3 separate regions of the Zea mays genome follow, and all the other regions are linked to region 2. A link is a contact called in public Hi-C data. All regions are on one chromosome and are shown on one strand. Each heading gives the region's core, a stretch centred on a gene start, on an enhancer-like site or on the middle of the called end of the contact. The rest is flanking DNA. Distances are from core to core; before and after follow the strand shown. Region 1 holds the start of LOC100382918. Region 2 holds the start of LOC100192538 (cytochrome b-c1 complex subunit Rieske, mitochondrial). Region 3 holds the start of LOC100502219.

Evidence for each region. Hi-C and Micro-C count contacts between places; a contact is called where the count stands out from the background.
Region 1: a Hi-C map of ear shows a contact between it and region 2, with 3 times the contacts expected there. The contact joins the promoter of LOC100382918 here to the promoter of LOC100192538 in region 2. A contact is called at or near these places in 6 of 25 Hi-C or Micro-C datasets (bundle sheath, ear, leaf and 1 more) and 1 of 3 datasets of contacts at active chromatin or transcription factors (leaf).
Region 3: a Hi-C map of bundle sheath shows a contact between it and region 2, with 2.6 times the contacts expected there. The contact joins the promoter of LOC100502219 here to the promoter of LOC100192538 in region 2. A contact is called at or near these places in 5 of 25 Hi-C or Micro-C datasets (bundle sheath, leaf, leaf mesophyll and 1 more).

The regions. Positions count from the first base shown.
Region 1 is chr2:65,942,902-65,946,215 of Zm-B73-REFERENCE-NAM-5.0, reverse strand. It overlaps LOC100382918, which reads left to right and starts at 1,414. Exons shown (of 2, transcript NM_001175606.1): 1 at 1,414-1,990; 2 at 2,881-3,314. The coding sequence starts at 1,571.
Region 2 is chr2:65,070,820-65,073,952 of Zm-B73-REFERENCE-NAM-5.0, reverse strand. It overlaps LOC100192538 (cytochrome b-c1 complex subunit Rieske, mitochondrial), which reads left to right and starts at 1,291. Exons shown (of 2, transcript NM_001137757.1): 1 at 1,291-1,540. The coding sequence starts at 1,366. It overlaps LOC113687172 (glycine--tRNA ligase, mitochondrial), which reads left to right. Exons shown (of 9, transcript NM_001367480.1): 8 at 55-460; 9 at 585-991. The coding sequence ends at 832.
Region 3 is chr2:66,023,538-66,026,906 of Zm-B73-REFERENCE-NAM-5.0, reverse strand. LOC100502219 reads right to left here and starts at 1,277. Exons shown (of 10, transcript NM_001363235.1): 1 at 1,023-1,277; 2 at 1-502. The coding sequence starts at 458.

The DNA.
Region 1 (3,314 bases), core at 165-2,664, 870 kb before region 2:
AAGGGGCAAGGGTAGTAGGGGAGTTGCATGCAAGGAGGTTCTCGGGTTGATTTTGCTGTGATGGCGGTCAGATGGGGGATTCTTGCAAGTGCTCTTCCCATAAACTGTAGCAGGTTTTCGGAAGCTAGTGGAATTTTGTAAAGGCCTCGTAGTGGATCCCTAGACATTCACCTACCTCGGTAGTGTCTAAGGGCCTTGCAAACCCTGGCGACATGGGATACACGACTTGTGGGTACAGGGTACAACCTCTGCAGAGTGTAAAACTGGTATACTAGTCAAGCTCATGGTCATGAGCAGGACTCTCGCATGATTAAATTATGGAACTTAAATTCAATTTTTCATTTGCATTTGCATGGGTTTATTATTAATTTTGTTCTATTATTATTTATTATGGTTTGGTATTTACTTACATTTAGTAACTGCTAATAAAATTTGACCAAATTATTAAAAGCAATGCTCAGCTTTAACCCCTATTGTTGATCAGCCTTACACATCACATGAACTCCCACCTTTGGTGAGTTCATGATCACTGGTTTCCCCATAACTTGTTGAGCTATGATCATGTGTGAGCTCACCCTTGCTGTCTCACACCCCCACAGGAGAAGAACAGGTGGTTCGCGAGGAGCCACACATCGAGGAGTTCGATTCGATCTAGGTGGCGTCTCCCAGTTGACTTTCTGACGCCAAGGATGGATTTTAGATCCTTTTATATGTATATTTTATCTTGTAAGCCTTCCGCTATGTAATAAATACTCTGATTATTGTGACATTTATCTTTATACACTCTGTTATTATATATGTTGTCTTCTTTGACGTATGTATGAGATGCACTCGACTTTGTTCCTTAAATCCGGGTGTGACAACCCAACGGTCAACGGACGGACGCTTCACGTTTGCTAACTTGCTTTCCTGAGTCCTGACTTCCTGTTGTATGTTGCGGACTTCAGTGTTGGGCTTGGGCCTGTTGGCTGCCTACATGGGCACTTGGCCACTTTCCTTGCCTCATTGCCTGTTAGTTAGTGGACGTCAGGACGTGAGTCACGTGATGGGCCATGGTATGTTTGAGCTGGCTCATTAAGAAAACAAGCTCAGATGTTAGCTCAGCTCGTGAAAAAGTTCAAACGATCCGAGCTAAGCTAAGCCGATCTCGAGTCTCGAGTCAAGCGAGTCAACAAACCACGAGTATTTCTTTCAGCTCTAGTGAAACGGGAAGAACATCAAAACTGGTGACTTATATAGGATGGAGAGAGAGATTAGTGATGCATGTAGCAAAAAGAAGCAAGAAATCTTTTTTTCTCTTCTAGCTGCGAACGGGCCGGACTGCGTGCGCGGGTCAGACAGCCCAGCCCATTCTTCCAGCACCGACTCCAAGTAAACCCGATCATTCACGGCTCACTCCCCAATCCGTGAAATCACCATCGCAGCCGCCGTCTTCTCCTATCGCCCTCTCCTTGTCGGTTCGCCCGCACCGTTTCCCAAACCCTCCGGACTCGAACCCAACCCACGCACCCACATCGGGAGACGAGCCAGGCCGAGCTCTGGAAGAGTCTCCGGAAGGCCCGCACCGTCGATGGCGGCCGAGGGCAGCGGCGTCCAAGAGACGTTCGAGGCGCGGGTGAAGCGCCTGTTCGGGTCCCGCCTCTTCGACGCCGTCCCGGACTCCTCCTTCCCGACGGCCTCCTGGTCCGTGGCCGCGGGCGACGTCGAGCGCCACCGTTGGTCGAAGCCGTCGGAGGCCCGCGACGCGGAGGAGGAGGCAGCGGGGGAGGCCGGCCGCGGGGACACGCCCTGCGTCTCCGCGTTCTACGACGCCAACGGGTGCCTTCGTGGCCGGAGGCGCAGGTCCAGGCAGGAGGAGTTCGAGGGGAACCTCGACGACCTAGATGAAGACGAGGAGGAGGACAGCGAGAGGGAGAGGAATGCGGCAGAACAGGACGAGGAGGAGGGGGTTAGAGTTAACATCGGCCTCGACCCCACTCTGGATCGGGAGGTGAGTGAAGTTGTCTTCGGTTATTGATTGTTTGGTTTGACCACTTCATCAGCTGCTCTTACGATATCATAATTGATGCTTGACAGTTCGTTGGAATTTAATCATGATATCATAATTGATGCTTGGCAGTTCGTTGGAATTTAATCATGATATCATAGTTGATGCTTGGCAGTTCGTTGGAATTAAGCTGTGAAGTAAGATCAGGATTAAATCAACTATTGATCTTCAGTCTATGTCTTCTTAAATAAACATTTTCACCTAGGATTTGTTGCTTCCTAACTAGGCTTCTGCATGATTTGGATAAAGAATAGGCGGAGATGACCAGAACATTTTGTTAACCATCTTATTATTGGTTTGTGCCATAGTTTCACGTTGTCGCATTTTTGTCATCTGGGATGCATCAAAGGTCTATTTCTTAAATCTGGTGGGACGACGTTATTCCTCATATTAGTACTAACTAACTATGAGGAATGAGACGGTGATGCATCAACTTATTCTATTACACAAACCAAACAAAAAAAATGAGGAGCGACAAAATAATGGACCAACTCATTACTCAAACCAAACACCCTATAAGAGTATGGACAAATGTATTAGATTTAATGGTTCACTAGGCCCTCTATGGCAGTTTTTTAATGAGTGGGAGCATGTCCCGTTTCCTTTTGATTATTGATGAGTTTTTGTTTTTGTAGTAGTTAATGATAATTGTAATTGGCTAACGAGATATCTTTATTTGGATGTGATATATGCTTGACCTGGAAACAGCTTAAGTAACTTGTCTGGAGTTCTCTTGAATGTTTCTTCATGGTCGGTCATTATGAGTTATCCTATGTATCGCTGTTGGTGTGGTTCTACTGGACTCTTATGTTAGAAGAGTTGTTTTTTTACAGGAAGAGGAGGACAAGTATGACAGAGAGGCCTTTGGCAGAGAGGAGGCTGCTGACCGTGTGTACATGCATGATATAATGGATGCCGGCATAAACATGAGCATCAACAGTATAGTCCCTGACCTCCTTGATGATTCCATTGAAGAGGTGTACCGTTTTAGGAAGGATCCTCGTGCAGATATGAGGGCAGCATCTGCAAGACTCAGAGAAGATGGTTCTACTAAAGATTGTGATTCTCACTGTCCCACTCAAGCCAAGGATTTCCCCAGTGTAGTTCATACAAAGAAAGCTGTGGAGGAAGACAATGTAAAACCTATACTGAAGAGGAAGGAGTCACAAGCTGATTTAAAACCAAGGAAACGTGTCAGGTTTGATGCTAATGTTAAGGATAGTGAGTTAGATACGTTTGAACATGACGAAGATTCTCCAACGGTTCC
Region 2 (3,133 bases), core at 42-2,541:
TTATATTATGTTGCTGTTAGGCTGATCATCATTTACTTTATTATCTTTGTACAGGCCATGACCGAGACCGAGGCACTGGACATGAAAGCCGCGTTGGAATCCAGAGGGGAAGTCGAGTTCAAGGTGTGTACCCTTGGGAAGAATGTCACCATAAAGAAAAACATGGTTTCAATCAACATCGAGAAGAAAAAGGAGCACCAGAGGAAATTTACTCCTTCCGTCATAGAGCCATCCTTTGGGATCGGGCGCATCATATACTGCCTTTTTGAGCACTGCTTCTACCAAAGGCCTGGCAAGACCGAGGATGAGCAGCTAAACGTGTTCAGGTTTCCCCCTCTCGTTGCTCCAATAAAGTGCACCGTCTTTCCATTGGTCAAGCTCGAGAAATTTGAGGCTGTTGCCAAGAAGATCTCCAAGGCCCTGACAGCAGCTGGGATTTCACATATCATCGACATGACAGGTACATGGCCAAATCAGTAGAGTTGCGCTTGTTTTCTGTGGCACTGTTTATCTAAGTTCTGTTGCAATGGAGGTCTACAGTTTCAGTCGTTCTGAATTCTGATCCGTGACTGCCTCTGTTGCAGGTAATACAATAGGAAAACGGTACGCAAGGACGGATGAGATTGGTGTCCCCCTGGCGATCACGGTTGATCACACCACGAGCGTGACGGTGCGCGATCGTGACAGCAAGGACCAGATCCGCGTGGATGTGGACGAGGTGGCCTCGGTGGTGAAGGAAGTGACGGACGGGCAGAGCACCTGGGCTGACATCATGTGGAGGTACCCGGCTCACACGGCCTCGGCCGCCGACGAGGATGGGGCACAGCCCTGAAGAGGCACAGCCACAACACCACCCAACGATCGTTGGTCTCTGATAGTTCCTTCCTGCGTTCCTTAACAGAAACAGACTGCATTGTTGTGTAAGCCTACAGTAGCCAGATTCCTGCACATTTAAATTTCCACAAACAAATAGTAGCCTCTGTGTTATAAATTCTGCTACAACATTTCATCCTGTTTCACCCTTGAATGGACCTGTGATGTTTGCCTCGTCGTGATATGAAGGAACTAGAAAAACCACCTTTCCCACGGTCCGGGTTCACGGGAGAGCACCAGCAGAATTACAGTTATTAAGTGGAGGCCCATTTGGAAGCAGGCTAGCCAAGCTCACCACGTGCAAATCAGTGTGTGTGTTTCTTGGGCTGCAGAAATTGGGGCAGCGTAGCCCACCGCCCCCAATATTTTTCTCCGTCCCTCGTTTTCACCAGTCTCTCTTCTCTGTCTGTCTTCCTCCGTGCTTCCCGGCGCGAACCCTAGCCGAGATTAGATTGGAGGCGAGCGCCATCACCGGAGGAAGAGGGCGACACGATGCTGCGGGTTGCGGGAAGAAGGCTCTCGTCTTCCGTCTCCTGGCGCCCCGCCGTGGCGGCGGCCAGGGGCCCCCTTGCCGGTGCTGGCGCCCCCGACCGGGACGACGGCTCGGCTCGCGGCCGGAGCCAGACGCGGTTCTCCATCGACTCCCCCTTCTTTGTCACTGCCAGGGGTAAGAGCGCGCGTCCTTCCGCATGATTTCCGTGTCTGCTTGTAGATTTGGCTAGGACTGGGATCGGGATCCATCTGGCTTGATCTACGATACGAGGATTGCTAATTTCGCGAAGTTGTGGATGATTGCTTGGTTCTCGATGATGGCGTAGCTCTGCATCGAGTCCTTTCTGTTTAGTGATCCATGCTTGGTTCTCATGTAGCTTGATGTGCCGTAGCTGTAACTCTTACGTGGATCGGTCTTGTTAGCACTTCGTTAAGTAAGCGCCCCAACGTGTTTGGACGATTTGCGTTCCTTCAGGACCCAGGAGAATTTGTTCGCTTGTTTTTTAGCATTTTGTTATGCTGTTTGACATTCATTTCTTGATTTGCAGCCATTGAGCTGTGCTTTAACATAGACGAATGCCTCCTGCCCTTTCTGATTAGCACTGCCACTTGCCCTATGTGATCTCGTGAAAAACACAGGACAACTGCGTATCATTATATTAAGAAGAAAAATGTTTTGACCCATATACCAAACACCTAAACACACCAGTGAAAAACTACATGCTTGACTACAAGTTAAAACTAAAAAAAATGATCACAACCAACCATTATTTGGCGCAAGGGCGAGGAGATGAGAGGCCCCTCAAGCCCACCAAAGGAGTAGCTCATCCTTGATGAGCAACATAACCTCATTCAAGCTTGGCAAAATCCCATTAAAACGCAGCGATGGTGGTGATTCCAAATTGCCCGAGCTCCTAAAATGATGATGGGATTTTGCCCTTTTTGAACTGGACCACTCATTCTATAATTTGATTTTTACCCACTAATCATCAAAGGAAACATCATCCTGCTGAGGGGTTAAGGATTCTAGCCCCACTTGCTGCAGGAGGAGTACTGCACATGCCAAGCGAAAAGCCGAAAACACATGAGACAAGAAACTGGTCAATAGTTTCTTCCTCCTTATCACATAGCAAGCAACATTCATGATGCGGTAACCCCGCTTAGCAAGTTGATCTTCAGTCTAACATCTATTATGAGCGACCAACCACATGAACTTGCACTTGCTGGATTCCCAACGTTTCCTAATTCTCTTCCAAGGTCTAAAGAGGACATCCCCAACAAATAAACTCTCATATTCTGATTTTGCGGAGTATTTTTCTTTGGTAGAGAAATGCCATGTGTGAGAATCTTCAACCTCGGGCTGTAGTTTCACCTCTGAGAGAAGGCCCCAGAAATCAAGGAATTCAGCATTGACTATTGTGAGTGTGCCTTGAATATTTGAAATCCAGCTCTGTTCAGTCAAGGCATCATAGACTGCTCATTGTTTCGCTTGCCTTTTAGAAACCAGTCCAAACAAGTGAGGGACAAGGGATGATAAACACTGATAGAGTGCAGCCATATTATCAGTCCAGAAAAGTGTGTTCTTTCCATTTTCAACATTTGAGATGATGGCACTGAGAAAAAAGTCCTAACTGTAAAATGGTGTATGGGGAAGGCCGCTCACAGTCGATCAATTCCATTTTTTTTGCAACCAAAGCCATCTCATTCGAAGGGCTCAACTCAAATGCTGCAGATTTGTAATGCTGAGATCTCCTAGCTCAGGTGGCCG
Region 3 (3,369 bases), core at 28-2,527, 950 kb before region 2:
TCGACTTCAACTCGGGCATCCTTAAGATTGATTCCCATAGACTTCAGAACCTTCGCCGCAATACCCGTGCCCTCACCAATAAGCCCCAGCAAAATCTGCTCTGTCCCAACAAAGTTATGTCCCAGGCGCCTTGCCTCCTCCTGTGCAAGCATAATCACCTTGATTGCTTTCTCAGTGAAGCGCTCAAACATGGCACGAACCACCCCTCTTGAGGCTGATCCACGCGGTCTTGCAATCTGACTTGCCACGATCGATCCAAAGTCACGCTTGATCACGGACCTCGTGTCTAAAAAGTTTGTCTGACGCAATCCTTGGAAACCACCAAGAGTAAGAGTCCTTGTTGGCATATTTCGCACCATTGTAGCATTGGTTCTGGCCCTTGCACGCACACGGAACCGACCTGAGCTGCTTCTGTAAACGGTTGGAACAACCGCAGACTGAACTAGAGTGCCCTCCATGCTGAACTAGGAAAAGGCAATCCCAGGTCTGTATCTACCAAGCCCTGCAAATTTGCAAAAGGAAAAGTAAAACTGTAAATATCACAAAAATGACAACCCCATACTGAAACGACTACATGTCTCGAACAGATCATATTTCGTCTAAACGACTCTACAGCCTCTGTGTGCCGACACAGGCGTACACGCTTACATGTCTCGAACAGATCATATTTCCTCTAAACAGAATCACACATCGACCCCCCCACCACACACACACACACCAAAAAAAAATAACCGCCGTTCAACGAAACAGAGACGAGAGATATGGTTGCTGGTTGAGGCCACAAGACGCGCTCTAAATCGTATCAGTGGACCATCCTCCAGTGGGCAACATCTAGCCTAAGCGACGCCACAGCAGCCATCCGCGCTACCCACTAGGAAAGCACCCGCGTTTTCGCCGCGCGGGTCAGCCAGGGAATGAGACGGTGGGACCAATTACATCCAACAAGCCCTCACTCCCAACCACGACGCGCCGACAGACACCCTTCACAAATTCGGACGGGGAAATGGGAACGGGGAGATTACGGCGCCGAGTTTCGTCTCCCAGAGAGGGGTCGTGGAACGCGCGGCAGCGGAAGCGTCCCGACCCTGCGCCGGCGTCCGGCGAGGAAGGCGCACCCTAGGCAGGGGAGGAGGTGGCAGGGGAGGAGGTGGCAGAGGAGACCAGAGGTAGGGCTAGCTGCCTGCCGCGTGGGAAATGGGAATGGAGGGGGGGGCAGAGGTCAGAGGAGGTCAGGAGGATAAGGAGAGGAGGAAGGCGGCGAGAGCTTGCGCTATTGCGCTGCATCGGTGGAGTGGGTCGCACGTTACCCCCTCCCAACATGGGCTTTTTCTCTTTCTTGTCTTTGCCCGCGTGTAACAGCCCACTTAGCCCAACGACGGCCCTAGTTTGTGCGAGACAATTGCCGTTATGAAACAACAGACAAGCGGTTTCGACAAATTGGAGGTGTTGCCGATGGCTTCTCTGTTTTGGAGACGCAGGCAACAGGCAAACTCCAAAATAGATACGAGACAGTCAATAGGAGCTGAGCAAACAGAGATTAGTCTCCTTTCGCCATTACCGTCGCCGTGCTCACACGCCGTCTGCGTCGTATTCTTCTCTCCGTCGCGGACAGCTTTTGCGCCGCGGACAACTCTTGCGCCGCTCCGCGGACAGCTCTTGCGTCTCCTCTGCGTCTGGCTGCCCCGTCGCCGGACATGGCAAGCATCAGACGGGGCGGCAGCTCCGTGACCGAGACAATCACCCAGGCATCGCAGCAGCATCAGTCGCGGCTGGACGACGACCAGCTGGCGGAGCTGCAGGAGATCTTCCGGTCCTTCGACCGCAACGCCGACGGCAGCCTGACGCAGCCGGAGCTGGGCTCCTTGCTCCGGTCCCTGGGCCTGACGCCCAGCGCCGACCAGCTCGACGCGCTCATCACCCGTGCCGACACCAACTCCAACGGCCTCATCGAGTTCTCCGAGTTTGTGGCGCTCGTGGCCCCCGACCTCCTCCAAGACCGGTCCCCTTACTCCGAGGACCAGCTCCGCAAGCTCTTCGACATCTTCGACCGCGACGGCAACGGGTTCATCGCCGCGAGATCGAGGTTGCGGCCCACCGTGTCCGACTCCACGAACACCTTGCACTGCCCGGGCTCCAGCCCGCCGAGCTCGAGCTCGGCGGAGTCCTGCTGCTGCTGGCTGCCGTCGCCCCCGAGCCACGGCGGCCGCTCCGACGACGCGGCCTTGGTCGGGCTGGTCTGGATGACGCCGGATCCCCCCGAGCCCTCCGAGGCGTTGGGCCCCTTCTCGGCGTTCCAGCACGTGGAGCTGTTGCCGGTCGCCGCTGGGGAGGTTGCGCCGCTGCGGTTCATCTGCTGCTCGGTTAGTATCGTGCGTCCGAAGAGCACTAGCCCCGCCGGCTCGGCGTCGGGCTTCTGCCTGTTGGCACCCGTGGATGGAGGAGCGCACGGGAAGTCGTCGTCGTCGCGCGCCGCCGCCGGCGCGCCTCCGATGGTCAGGTCCGTGCTGACTCTTGCCGGGATCGGGGTTTGCGACCGTGGCTATCCTCCTCCTCGTCCCCGCTCGTCGCGCAACCCGACTCGGGCTCGGGCGGGCGCCACAAGGCTGGTGACGCGACGGTGGCGGCGGCGGCGCCGGGGCAGGGCGCGCTCGCGCAGCCACCGAGGGGGTCACGGAAGCGGACGCGCGCGTCGCGGCGGGCGCCCACGACGGTGCTCACTACCGACACCTCCAACTTCCGCGCCATGGTGCAGGAGTTCACGGGCATCCCGTCCCCGCCCTTCGGCGCTGGCGTCAGGGTCGGGGGGCCCGCCGCGTCGCTCCGCACCCGCTTCGACCACATCTTCTCCCCGCCGTCCTCCCTGCGCTCCACCGCGGACGCCACGGCCTTGCTGCCGCCGTACCTCATGCGCCCTTTCCCACACAAGCTCCCGACGGAGAGAAGAATACGACGCAGACGGCGTGTGAGCATGGCGACGGTAATGGCGAAAGGAGACTAATCTCTGTTTGCTCAGCTCCTATTGACTGTTTCGTATCCATTTTGGAGTTTGCCTGTTGCCTGCGTCTTCAAAACATAGAAGCCATCGGCAACGCCTCCAATTTGTCGAAACCGCTTGTCTGTTGTTTCATAATGGCAATTGTCTCAGTTTGTGCAGGGTGCAAAAAATTATTTCAGTCTGGTTAGGCGAAAATTTGCGAAAGATATCATTTTAACCTCCGCAGCTATTCACAGAGTCGGATTTCTTCTTTTCGTTATCTTTGCTTCAAAACTACTAGCAAACATGCTCATGCCTTATAATAGAACCGTTGAACACCATCTGGACGGTCCGGCCCGCAGACGGTATGCCCATATGCGTGGATGGTCCGTGAT